Linked DNA regions of Mus musculus: regions 1 and 2 are each linked to region 3. The links are chromatin contacts, called in public HiChIP or PLAC-seq and promoter capture Hi-C maps. All regions are on one chromosome and are shown on one strand. Each heading gives the region's core, a stretch centred on a gene start, on an enhancer-like site or on the middle of the called end of the contact. The rest is flanking DNA. Distances are from core to core; before and after follow the strand shown.

Region 1 (3,703 bases), core at 1,063-3,562, 1.2 Mb after region 3:
ACTTGCTGACAGGAGCCTGGTATAGCTGTCTCCTGAGAGGCTCTGCCAGAGCCTAACCAATACAGTTGCGGATGCAGTTGGAGGGACTGATGGCTCCAGCAGTATATATAGCAGAGGATGGCCTTATCTGGCATCAATGGGAGGGGAGCCCCTTGATTTTGTGGAGGCGTGATGCCCCAGTGTAGGGGAATGCTAGGGCGGTGAGGTGGGAGTGAGAGGATAGGTGGGGGAGCACCCTCATAGAAGCAGGGGGAGGGGGAGAGGTTGGGGGTTTGCAGAGGAGGGACAGGGGAGGGAGATAACATTTGAAATGTAAATAAATAAAATAAACAATAAAAAAGAATGCCTTAGTCAGAATATATTTTTATTTTTTATTATTTTATGTGTATGAGTGTTTTGCCTGCAGGTATGCTTGCATGCCTGATACTGATGGAGGTCGAAACAGGGAGTTAGGTCCCCTTCATCTAAAATTACAGATGGTTGTGAGCTGCCTCGTGGGTGTTGGAAACTGAACTCCAGAAGAGCAACCAGTGTTTTGAACTGCTCCCGTCTCCAGCTCTAGTCTGACTATTTGATATTATTACTGCATTTTAATAAATAGATGGATAGATAGATAGATAGATAGATAGATAGATAGATAGATAGATAAAAGACAAGAAAAATGGAAGAAACTCATTTATGGCTCCAATATAGAATATGAATACTACAGTTTACTGTGCAGCCTGCTCTCAAAGTCCAGCCTTCTTCCTGGAGTTCCTGTCTTGAACACCCCAGAGGCAGTAACCCCTAATGATTAACTTAGTTGTCTCCAGCCTTTAGCTCCTCTCCTTGGTGAGAAGTCAAAGTACACTTCACAGAAGAACTTTGGGCTCCCTCTGGGCCCCAGGGTGGTGCTGTCCTGTAGGCCTGCCTGAGCCAGGCAGGGAGGCTGTCCTTGGATGCGATTTCTTTGGGAACACTGTAACAAACACTGCTGACTTTTGTGAGTCCCAGTTTTCCTGGCTTCTGAATGGTTAAATGCACCTCATGGAAAGTACAGAAACACGTTGGAGAAGGTCCATGGCTGACCTGTATCCCTCAATAGGTTGGTGCCTCTGACCTCTGTCAACTCTATGGCAAGTCCCTGGCCCATTTTGTACTCAGAAGGCCTATCCCATATCCTGAGCAGGGACAGTCTCTCAGTGCCTTCTACCAGGAGACTGAGCTGGCTACTCAGGGGCAGCTTCACACACTGTTGCCTAGTGGATGGCCTGTGTAGGGGAGGACTAGACGGCAGGCAACTTGAATAAGCACAGGCCTCAGGAGGAGGAAGGAGACAGGCAAAGACCAGGCCAAGGCCAGGGCTAAGAATAAATCTTAGACTGTACTTGTCTGGTCCATCTTCAAACCTATGTTTATCTTGGAGCGTGAATGTAAATCCTGGGACATTTGATCATGTTTGGAGAAAAAAATACCCCAAATTCTTGCTTTTTTCCCTCCCTGAAAAATAAATTAGGGCCTGAGACTGCAGCTCCACTGGTAAGGTGCTTGCCGAGCCCACACAAAGTTCTGCTTCGATTCCCAGCATAAGCCGTTGGTAACACAAGTCTGTAATGTCAGCACTCAGGAGATGGAGATGGAAGATCGGGACTTCAAGATCATCCTTTACTGTATAACCAGCTTCCATGAAGAAGGGGGGAGAACATAGAGAAAAGGAAGGGGAGGGGGAAACTGAGTCAGACTTACGCTTCTATAGATAGTATTGTTCTATTAAGAATTTTTTAGCTAAATGATGCACCCATCTGGTGGATTTTAGCACAGGCTCTTGGATTTATGTAAACCAGAATCCTGAAAGCCAAAGGATGGAATGGTGGAAGGCTAAGTCCTTCTTCCCACATTGCCCTCTGATTTCTCATCTAAAAACAAAACAAAGCTTTTAATCCCAGCACTCGGTGGAGGAGTTAGGAAAGGGATGTGCAAAGACAGGCAGATCTCTTTGTGAGTTCAAGGCCAGCCTGCTCTACATACAATCTCCTGAGTGGCCAGAGCTACATAGAGACAGGTCTCTCAATAAGTAAACAAACAAATAAAAACAGAACAAAATGTCACCGTCTTTTATTCTATCGAGTCTCAGCGAAGATCATGAGTCTAAAAGAGAATCCAGAGTCTGAAAGGCACTCATTGAACACAAAGGCTAGTGTTCCGGTGTCTGCCTTGTCCCCCACCCGACCCCCCTACTCCTGTCTTCCAAGCTCTGTCTTCTACCCCTCCCCGAAGTCCCTTCTCCACTCCCCCTCCTCCGCCCTCTGTAGGAGCTCCTCCCCAGCTTTGGCTTTAAACTCAGAACCTCCGGCTCAGGGAAGTCAGAGCTGTGCGCGTCGCCCACTGGACTCGGGTCTCCAGGCAGCTCCGCGCCCCTACGGTAACCTCGCCCAGTTCTCTGCTGCGTGCCCCCCACCCCGCGCTCTCCACGGTGACACGTCAGATTTCTGGCTGCTGTCCTGGTCCCGTAGCTCAGCTTGGCTTCCGGGCCACCGTTTTAAAGCCAGCTGGGGCCTTAGGATGGCAGCAGCCCCAATAGCCCTAGCAGCCCGCGCGGGTGGAGGATTTCTCATGTTTTTCTCCTGCAGCCAGGGTTCGGCAGTGTGGGAGTAACCCGGAAACTCAGGACAGTGCGCTGTGTTCAGAGGGTAGGGATGGGGTCTTAGGGTTCGGCGAGCTCGCCAGCGGGTGTACACCGCCCGCCCTCCCAGGCCTTGCTTTAAACTCCAATCCAGGAGTAGTGATCTACCACTAGGGGCGAGACTCCATGCCTCCCCACCTCCGCTACCGCCGCGCCGAATCCCGCCCCAAAGGCGGGATTACTGTTATTATTTATCGTGGTTATTGCCCTGTCTCCGCTCTGGAATAAAATCCAGAAACGTTCCAAAAAGTAATTATCACAGTAAAGTACAGCGGAGATCTGAGTCCAGAGCCCTGACACAACAGTCTTAAAAAAAAAAAAAAAAAAAAAGTCGTTAGCTGTTTCTTGTAGCTTTTTCTGCGCTGTCCCTTGAAGTGATCTTTCAGAACCGACCGACAGCCCTTAATCCTGTGAGAAGCTTGGGACTGTTTGCTAATCAAGCCATCTTCTTATTCTGGCACATGCTTAGCTCAAGCCGGGCTTTCTTCACCTCTGTGCCTTGTTCATGTCTTTCTTGGGTTGCAGAATCCCCACCTCAGTGCCCGGGTATCATGTGGTCCATTCTACCGAGGACCAAGGACAGGGCTTTGGAAAAATGTTCCTCATAGCTCCACCTGCTTCTGCCCTGTCCCAGCACCCCCAGCCCTTTGATCAGTAGAACTCCCTGGCTGCATTTCCTTTAGTCAGGTCCAGAATCCTTATGCAGCAAGGATTTCAGGGCAGTTTGCTCTAACGTTGTTCACAGCATTCCAGAACTCCCTGCAGTTACTGAAGGCACTGCTAAGCCTTTGACCTCCTGGCCCTGCTTCTGCCTTCTGAGCAGCTGTGCCTATGTCCCATGTCATGGACTCCTATGTGGGCTGATTCCTGTGTCCCAGATTCCTAACGTCATTTCTGTTTATACCCATTGCCCAGCATTACATTATCCACCCTGGTTCTATTTGATAATATTCTTGGTTTCAGGCATGTCTAATGCATGTGACTGAGAATAGCTATGAATAGGGAGGCCCAAAACAAAATTCTAAGCTTACTTAAAACATT
Region 2 (3,941 bases), core at 168-2,667, 1.1 Mb after region 3:
GAATGTCAAAACTCTCCAAACCTCCATCCATAAAAAGCGACTTAAATCACAATTTAACACGGTGCCCAGTGTCAAGTGCCTGGGACACCCCTGCCACACTTTAAGGAAAAGCTCTGGCTGTCAGGTTTACTGTTTATTTTAGCCCTCAACAGATGACACGCCTCCGTGTTTGTGATGCTGGGGTCTAAGGAGTTCTACCCACAGTAGAGCTCACTCTTAAAAAGCTAACAAATTCTGCCCGGTCCCAGGCCATTTTTGTTTTTTTTCCTGAGGTAGTGTTTCACTCTATAGCTCGTGCTGGCTAGGAATTCTCATGTAGACCAGGATGGCCTCTGCCCCTCCACTGCTAGGGATTTAAGGCGCTCAGCACCACGCCCAACAAAGACTCTAACTATCCCCTCATTTTAAGCTTATTTCCCACAGCTCAGCGGTCTTTCAGAGTCTATAGAAGCAATTCTTTGAAATGTAACTGGGATGAAGGAGGCGCCTAACTTCCTAGTTCTCAGCCGGCAGAAGCAATGCCTAACCCTTGGGGAGTTTTCACCTCTCCTGTCTACTTCAGGCCTTCTCTCCTTACACTTTTTTTTAAAGGCCAAAGTCACTCGGAGCACTCCAGAACACAGCTCAGTTCTGCTCCTAGTCAGTAGGGTTGGAATAAAATCTTGCTTCTCGCCACTCTCACACTGGTCAAAAAATGCTAAAACTCGGGTTACTACGGTCAAGAGACGTCTGGACATTTTTTTCTAACTCGTCTTCCTGGCAATCCAGAAGCCTAGAAAAGCTTCGGGGTGATCCGTCCCCTCCACCTCACCTCTCCTCTTCCTTGAGGAAACCTGGAAGCTCCCACCCTCCTGTCCAGAGCTCCCTAATTCCCCACTCATGCCTGTCGCTAAGTGGCCTGCTGGGAAGTCTCCTGTCCACGCTCCTGCACCAAACCGAGGCTGCTCTCTCCCGGGGTCGCTGGAGGACGGGGATTCCTCACTGAACCCCCACTGCCCTCGGCTCGGCCGCCTCTTCTCCTAGCCCCCTCGGACCTCGGCTTCCTCGCCAGGCCGTGAGGTCCCTCGGCCATGGCGCCGCGGATGCTGAGGGGTTCTGAGGAGAGAGTCAGGCGCTCCGAGGGGGGCCGCGCCCGGCTCTCGTCGGCCATTTCGAAGGCGCGGCGGGGCGGGGCCGGGGCGCTCGGCCTTCACCAGGCCGCGGGAGTTGAGGGCTGGAGCTCGGGCCGCCCCCGCCGCCGGGCGGGAACTCACCTTCTCTGAGGCAGGGGCGGGCGTCTACAACTACTGTCCCCCTCCCCGCCAACAACGCCGGCCGGGGGTCAGAGGCTGCGGTGGAGGTGGCGGAGAGGCAGAGACACCGCTGCCGCCGCCGCCGCCTCCGCCGCAGAGCAGGCGGGGTGGGAGGGGGGGAGGAGGCGGAGACCTGACTTCCTGAGGGGAAGTCGCCGCCACCACCCGCGGCTGACTGGACAGCGCCAGCGCCATGGCGGCGGGGGCGCGCAGGTGCGCGTGCGCAGCAGGGCGGCCGAGCCCTCGGGAAATTTTCTAGCCCCGCCCTCCATGTGTGCTCCGCCCCTTCCCGCCATTTCGGACTAACCGGCTCTGTCCGTGTGGGTAGGAGCTTGGGTGTCGGTCCTTCTTGCCATTGGAGGAAAGAAACCTAGTGACGAGGTTCAGCCCGGAAGCCAAAGTGAGTCTGGAAATGTATGGATCCACCGGCCAAAATATCTAAGAAACGCACATCTGCCTTTCCTCTTTCTTGTGCTCTTATATTAAGACTAAATATTAAGCACCATCCCTGCTCATGGTACGTTGCTAGCTAGCATAGTCCATAAATTCCCTCTTAGATTATACACGTTCGTGCATAGTATTCCTCAAAGCACACACACGGTATGCTCACCATACACGCTCCTATTACATAGATACAACATCACACAGGTACTACTAAAGTATATTTTAGTTTTCTTTACATGGTCATTATTTTGTGTGGAGCGGAGTGAGGGTGGGGCTCCTTTTACCTTATGCACCCCAGAAGTCGAACTCAGCTTCTGGGGCTTGGCAGCACACCGACCCATGTGTAATAGGGTCTTACTTTAGCTCAGGCTGGTCCCAAGCATGGATTGAAGTAATCACTTAAAAACCTCAGATGGACTGAGAAGCCCAGAGTTGACTGTTGACTGCTGAAGCTTCTGATAAGGAGATCCACATACCAGACCCGCTAGCCTCTCCCACTTCCTGACTGCAGGGGAACTGACCTGCAAATGGAATCTTCCAACCCCAAAGCTCCCTCCCTCCGCCTCCCCCCCCCCCTTTCAGTCCTACAAAACCCAACCCCTTACTCCCCAACACGTGCCACTTGGGCATAGTCTCACTTCCCTGAGAGACTGCAGCCCTTCAGTTCTGATTAAAGATCAGTTCTGTTTCAGGAGATGTCTGTCTACCCTTCATTTCCACTCGCCTTCACCAATCCCTTTCTATCATCTCTCAGTCTCGCAAGGGCTGAAATTTAACGAGTGAGCCAGGAAGCTCCACTAGGGTCTTTGGTTTTTAAAGCCGAAGACTGCTTTACTCCCAGGCTGGCCTGGAATACAGGATCCTTCTACCTCAGACTCCCAAGTGCTGGAATTAGAAGCCCCTTCACCCACTGGACCATGTTAAAGGCCCTGCTTCCGGTTAATACTACACTACTGTGTAAGTCAACAGGCTGCACTTGCTTCCGTTGCCAAGCATTGCCACTCCCCGACTGCCTAATAAACTCCGTCCGTAAAAGGCTTCACACAGAGACAAGCAGTCCATTAATGATTCCACGCTTATTAATAACACAGGGACAAGAGAGAACCTGAGGTTTTGGTCTGTGCTGTAATTAGACAACATATAATGGGCTATTATGTGAGTGACTTTCTCTCTTCCCTCTACCCTTTAAAAATATTTATTAATTTTATTTTTAAAATATTCTGTATTACATAAAAACTTACAAAGAAATAGAAACGTGGTGTTCCTAAAGATCTGCTCATAATCGTGTGTGTGTGTGTGTGTGTGTGTGTAGTGTGTTTCTTTTTTTGGCTTTTCGAGACAGGGTTTCTCTGTAGCCCTGGCTGTCCTGGAACTCATTTTGTAGATCAGGCTGGCCTCGAACTCAGAAATCCGCCTGCCTCTGCCTCCCAAGTGCTGGGATTAAAGGTGTGTGCCAGCCACCACGCCCTGCGTGTAGTGTGTTTCTGTGTGGAGACGGTATGTGCCCATGTGTGTGTGTCCTAGGAGGTCAGATGCATCAGATCCCCTGGAGACATGTCTGGTTATAAGTGGTCTGATGTGGGTTTTGGGAACCTGACTCAGGTCCTTTGCAAAAGCAGTACAGAGCTCTTAACCTTTGAGCCATCTGGGTAGCCCTTCACCTTTATTTTCAATGCCATTCCCCTTGTTTATTTAGCACCCCCTTAATTCAGTCTCTAAACGTTCTCGTTGGTCTCTCACATTGCTTATGGCACAAATGGATGAGCCTAGGAGTGTACGAGCTCTTCCTGGCCTGTTTAATATTGCCAAGCACTCTGACCATCCTATTATTAGACTCAGCAGGGGCTGGCAAGCATTTTCTGTAAAAGGTCATCAGTAAGCACTTTTGGCCCCGCTGGTTCCAAGTTTTCTAAGGGACATAGCCACCATGCTACAAATACATCTGTAGGAAAGACGTGAGCAAGTGAGTGTGCTTGCTTTCTGATAGTTATATTTAGAGTAACAGAAATTTGAATTTTGTCTAGGTATTTTGCTACAAAATTCATTTGCCTCCCCCCACCCCTCCACCAAACCATTAAAGACAGTAAAAACTATTTTTACTTCACAGCTGTAAAGGGCCCTGGAAATCTTATGCCCTAAATGAACTTTAGCACCAAGTAGAAAGGAAGTTGAAGGGTTGTGCCTTTTACTAACGTATAGGAGGTG
Region 3 (3,745 bases), core at 1,058-3,557:
TTAGGAAGGCAGGCTCCCAGAAGTCCCATGCTAAATTCCTGAGTGGCAGAGAAACAGTCATGCTGGGGGTGGGGGACATAGATTCTACCTAAGGCAAAAAGATAGGAGAAAGGAAAAGTGACAGCTGAAAACAGGCCTAGGCAAAGATGAGTGGAAGAAAGCAGAAACATGAAGGGGCCTGACAAACGACCTCATCAAGACAGCACCACACAGGCAAAAGCTTCAGAAAGCCTGGCTCTCCCTAAAGTCTCTGCTCCCAAAACACCAAGTTAGCCAAAGCTGTCATAAAATTCCAGAATGTTAGGTTAGATGAATGAGACAAGAAAAATGGCTGCTGAGAGACAGGTCAGATGTGGTCCTGCAAGACCTTTGTGGATACAGCAGCTTAGAGAAGGAGGACAGGCTCCCTGAAGATCACATGGACTCATCCTGACACCCCCCAAACTAGGGGTGAGCTCCTTGGGCAAAATTCTGCCAAGTGCAGTGAATCCTGCCTCCGCCCCGTCAGTGCCGGCTCTGGCGTTTTGCAAGTTCCTCCTGGATTCGCGATCTGAGGGCCTCCCGCATGGCTGGATCCAGAGGTGTGTGTGCTGATACTGCCTCACTCACCCTTCCAGGATCATCGTCCTACGTGGAGGAAGAGTCAGGAAGCTCAGAGCCTGGTTCTCCCTCAAACAAGTGCTGCTCTGTTCCTAGACAGCACGCTCACAGAACTGTTTGGCTTAAGGCTTCTGTTTCTCAGGAGTCCCCTGTAACAGTGATTCTCAACTGAGGGTCACAAGTTTTCCCTGTTCCCCCAACTAGGAATCTCTATGTGCTGAGACTATCTGCTGGGAAGACATATTTTCCCACTGGCCCTGAGATTAACAGCGGTTCAGGAACTGGTGGTAGTTTCCGTCATGGCCCAGGACGGTCACGCTGCAGCTGTTTCCAAAAGGCGTACCTGATAGACAATAACTGAAGTGACCTCGCCACTGTCCGCCTCATAGTCTAAACAGAAGAGCTGGCGGCCAGGAGGCTCTAGCTCGGAGCTTCCACTACTGCTGCTTTCACTGGCTTCCTCACAGTCTGGGTTCACGGGGTGGGTGGAGCCATCTGTAAGGGCAAACCAGAGTGAGAGGGAAGAGGGGGTATGCTGCTAAAACCCCTGCCCACAGAAATGATCAGAAAAACAGCACCAAGAAAGCCTCCAAGCTTCCAACAGACCCTGGGTGTGTATGTGTGTGTGTGTGTGTTATGTATGTAGCTGTCAATCAGGATTTTAACTTCTTCCCTCCACTCCAGCACAATCTGTTAAAAAGTAAGTATAAGCTGCATATGTCTCCTGCAAATATCACTGGAAGCTGCTGAAAGGATGGACAGAGCTCTGCCTCAGTTCAAATCCAGGCTCTGCCATTTACTAGGTCTGTGATGTTGGACACCTTATTCACCTCTCTGGCTAGGGAAACAGACATAAGAGTCCTCAGCTTAACAGCGTCCTACGGACTCAATAATGTACTCAAGATCTAACCCCTCTGTAAAGAACAGCCCACAAACTTAGTGTCATATGTTAGTCAACATGAGTTCATGGTCACAGAAAGCCCAAGAAAAGGCCATTTACTGGGTTTGTTTCATTTTATGTACTGATCTTTCTTTTCTTTTCTTTTTTTTTAAATCCCTGCCACACTTTCTCTTCCAGGTGGCAGAAATATTAAAACCCAGCCTGATAGATCACACTGGTGGACAGCGTTTCCTGGCCGGGTCCCAGCTACCTTATATAACAGTGCAGTTTAACTGGGGTCACTGGCCCAGGGGGCGCTGCTATTGATGCAGTGGCTGCTGTAAGGGCCAGGTGGGCAGGAGCCCTGACGCAGAGAGAGGGGCTTGCCCGGGGGCGGGACCGCGGGCGGGCGGGCGACAGGCGGCGGCTCACCTCGGTGGCGCGGCAGGTACACTTGTAGGTCTGGCTTGCGGGGCCGCGTGGGCGCGGGCGTGTGGCGCCTCCTCGCCTTCTCCTTGGCCGCCTGCTTCACCTTCTTGTCGTAGTCGTCCCTGCGGGGAGCCGAGCGGGAGTCAGGCGCTGTCACCCGGCCGAATCGGGCCGGGCCGGGCCTGGGGCGGGGCGGTACCGATCGAGCTGGTTCCGACGGATGTGGTGTACGAAGCCGTGGCTCATGTCCAGACGCCCGCCGGGCTTGCAGCACAACCCCGGCCCGTGATCCTGGGCCGCCTCCATTCGTATGCTGGGTACAGAACCGCCGTAACCGCCACAACTGCCGCGGAATTAGGGCCTTCGGCTGCGGACCATGACTTCCGGCCGCCGACCTCGGCTTCCGGCTCCGATGCCCTTTTTCCGGTTGCGTAGGGCCAGGCGCAGCGGAGCAGAGATGCTTTCGAAATTTGAGAACCTTCATCTGTGAGCGCCCGTAGAGCTGGAGGTCCTCTTACTTTGTGGTATCACCTGAACGAAAGAAGGAGTATATATAGCTAATACCAGGAAATTATTTTTAAAAATTCGAGTCATCCACGAATACTGAAAATGCATTCTATTAGTCTAGAGATGTTGACTTTCTTTTCCTAGCCCTTTAGTATAATAAACTTCACTATGAGATCATATGCGTGTGTCTATGTGTTGTGTGTATCTACTTTGCTCCTGTCTTTAAAGCTAGATTCTGCTCATGAGAAATATTTTGTCATCTCCATCACCTCTGCTCCATCTTCTTTTAGACCCCCTCCTTGCCTCCTATAGTTCTCTCCCCTTCTCTCCCCTCTTACACACACACACACACACACACACACACACACACACACATACACACTTAAAATCTAGGTCCTACATATGGGAAAAACATGCAATATTGGTGATTACTCTTTCTAAATTATACTGAATTCGCTTAACATCTTTAGGTTCACCATTTCCCTACAAATGACATTTCTTTATGGCAGAATTAAAGAAGACATGTTAATATATGCCACTTGGTTGACTCTTTAATCTAAATGTGCCTAGGTTTCCTTAATTTTGTTTTTGTAGTGTGTGTGTATAGGCAAGAGGACGACACTGGGTGCTCTTGTCTGTATTCTCTACCTGTTCCTTTGAGATAGGGCCTCTCACTTAACCTGTAATTCAGCTGACAGCCACCAAGCCCTAGTGGTCCTCCTGTCTCCATTTCCCACATGGCTAGGACTATAGGCATGAGCCCACTGTCAGCTTTTTCCACGGGTGCTGGAGTTTTGGACTCATGCTTGGACAGTAAGCTTTCTCACCAATTGAGCCAATCTCCTCCGTTTGTTTGCTTATTAGTGGACATACTAAAAACATCTGTCTCTGATAGGCAATGAGGCAGACAAGTGCTCACGTAGGTAAGTTTTCCCCACCCATACCCAGTCCCTATTTCAGCCACATTGGAGCTGCACTGCTGGTGTCCAGACCACTTGCTTAACTGACCATGAGAGGAACCAAGGCTTTTGAGGGTCTAATAGTGCATAGCCTTCTCTTGTTTCTTTCCTTCTGGCATGTAGCCTAGGATAGTCTTGAATTAACTATGTAGCTCAGTTGGCCTTAAACTTTGGGATTTGTTTTGCCTGATCCTGAGAGTATAGCTTTCCAAGTTTTCAGTTTAAAATGTAAACATCAGAAACTTATTAGAGCAGTGACAGAATCAAGTGCATCTGCTTGATGGAATTGTTATATTGAAAGTAAAGGAACAGACTGCCTTACCCTAGACGTGAATGAGACCTGGTCAGAAAGAGGAAACACCGACTCATA

What was found. Promoter capture Hi-C pulls out the DNA fragments that hold promoters and counts their contacts. HiChIP or PLAC-seq counts read pairs in DNA pulled down with a chosen protein or histone mark.
Region 1: a contact with region 3 is called in a promoter capture Hi-C map of liver, with 2.2 times the contacts expected there. The contact joins the promoter of Thnsl2 here to the promoter of 0610030E20Rik in region 3. A contact is called at or near these places in 3 of 39 promoter capture datasets (cranial neural crest and liver).
Region 2: a contact with region 3 is called in an H3K27ac HiChIP or PLAC-seq map of thymic regulatory T cells, with 7 times the contacts expected there. The contact joins the promoter of Krcc1 here to the promoter of 0610030E20Rik in region 3. A contact is called at or near these places in 6 of 39 promoter capture datasets (3T3-L1-derived adipocytes, the C10 cell line, hippocampal neurons and 2 more), 3 of 484 Hi-C or Micro-C datasets (CD4 T cells, pre-B cells and uterus) and 3 of 115 datasets of contacts at active chromatin or transcription factors (astrocytes, pancreatic cancer cells and thymic regulatory T cells).

Annotation. Positions count from the first base shown.
Region 1 is chr6:71,142,989-71,146,691 of GRCm38.p6, reverse strand. It overlaps Thnsl2 (threonine synthase-like 2 (bacterial)), which reads left to right and starts at 2,312. Exons shown (of 9, transcript NM_001033929.2): 1 at 2,312-2,401.
Region 2 is chr6:71,269,153-71,273,093 of GRCm38.p6, reverse strand. Krcc1 (lysine-rich coiled-coil 1) reads right to left here and starts at 1,417. Exons shown (of 3, transcript NM_001354706.1): 1 at 1,254-1,417. Mir8112 (microRNA 8112) reads right to left here and starts at 1,423; the gene lies at 1,293-1,423.
Region 3 is chr6:72,345,879-72,349,623 of GRCm38.p6, reverse strand. It overlaps 0610030E20Rik (RIKEN cDNA 0610030E20 gene), which reads right to left and starts at 2,307. Exons shown (of 4, transcript NM_026696.1): 1 at 2,109-2,307; 2 at 1,913-2,031; 3 at 944-1,095; 4 at 1-627. The coding sequence starts at 2,215. The coding sequence ends at 505.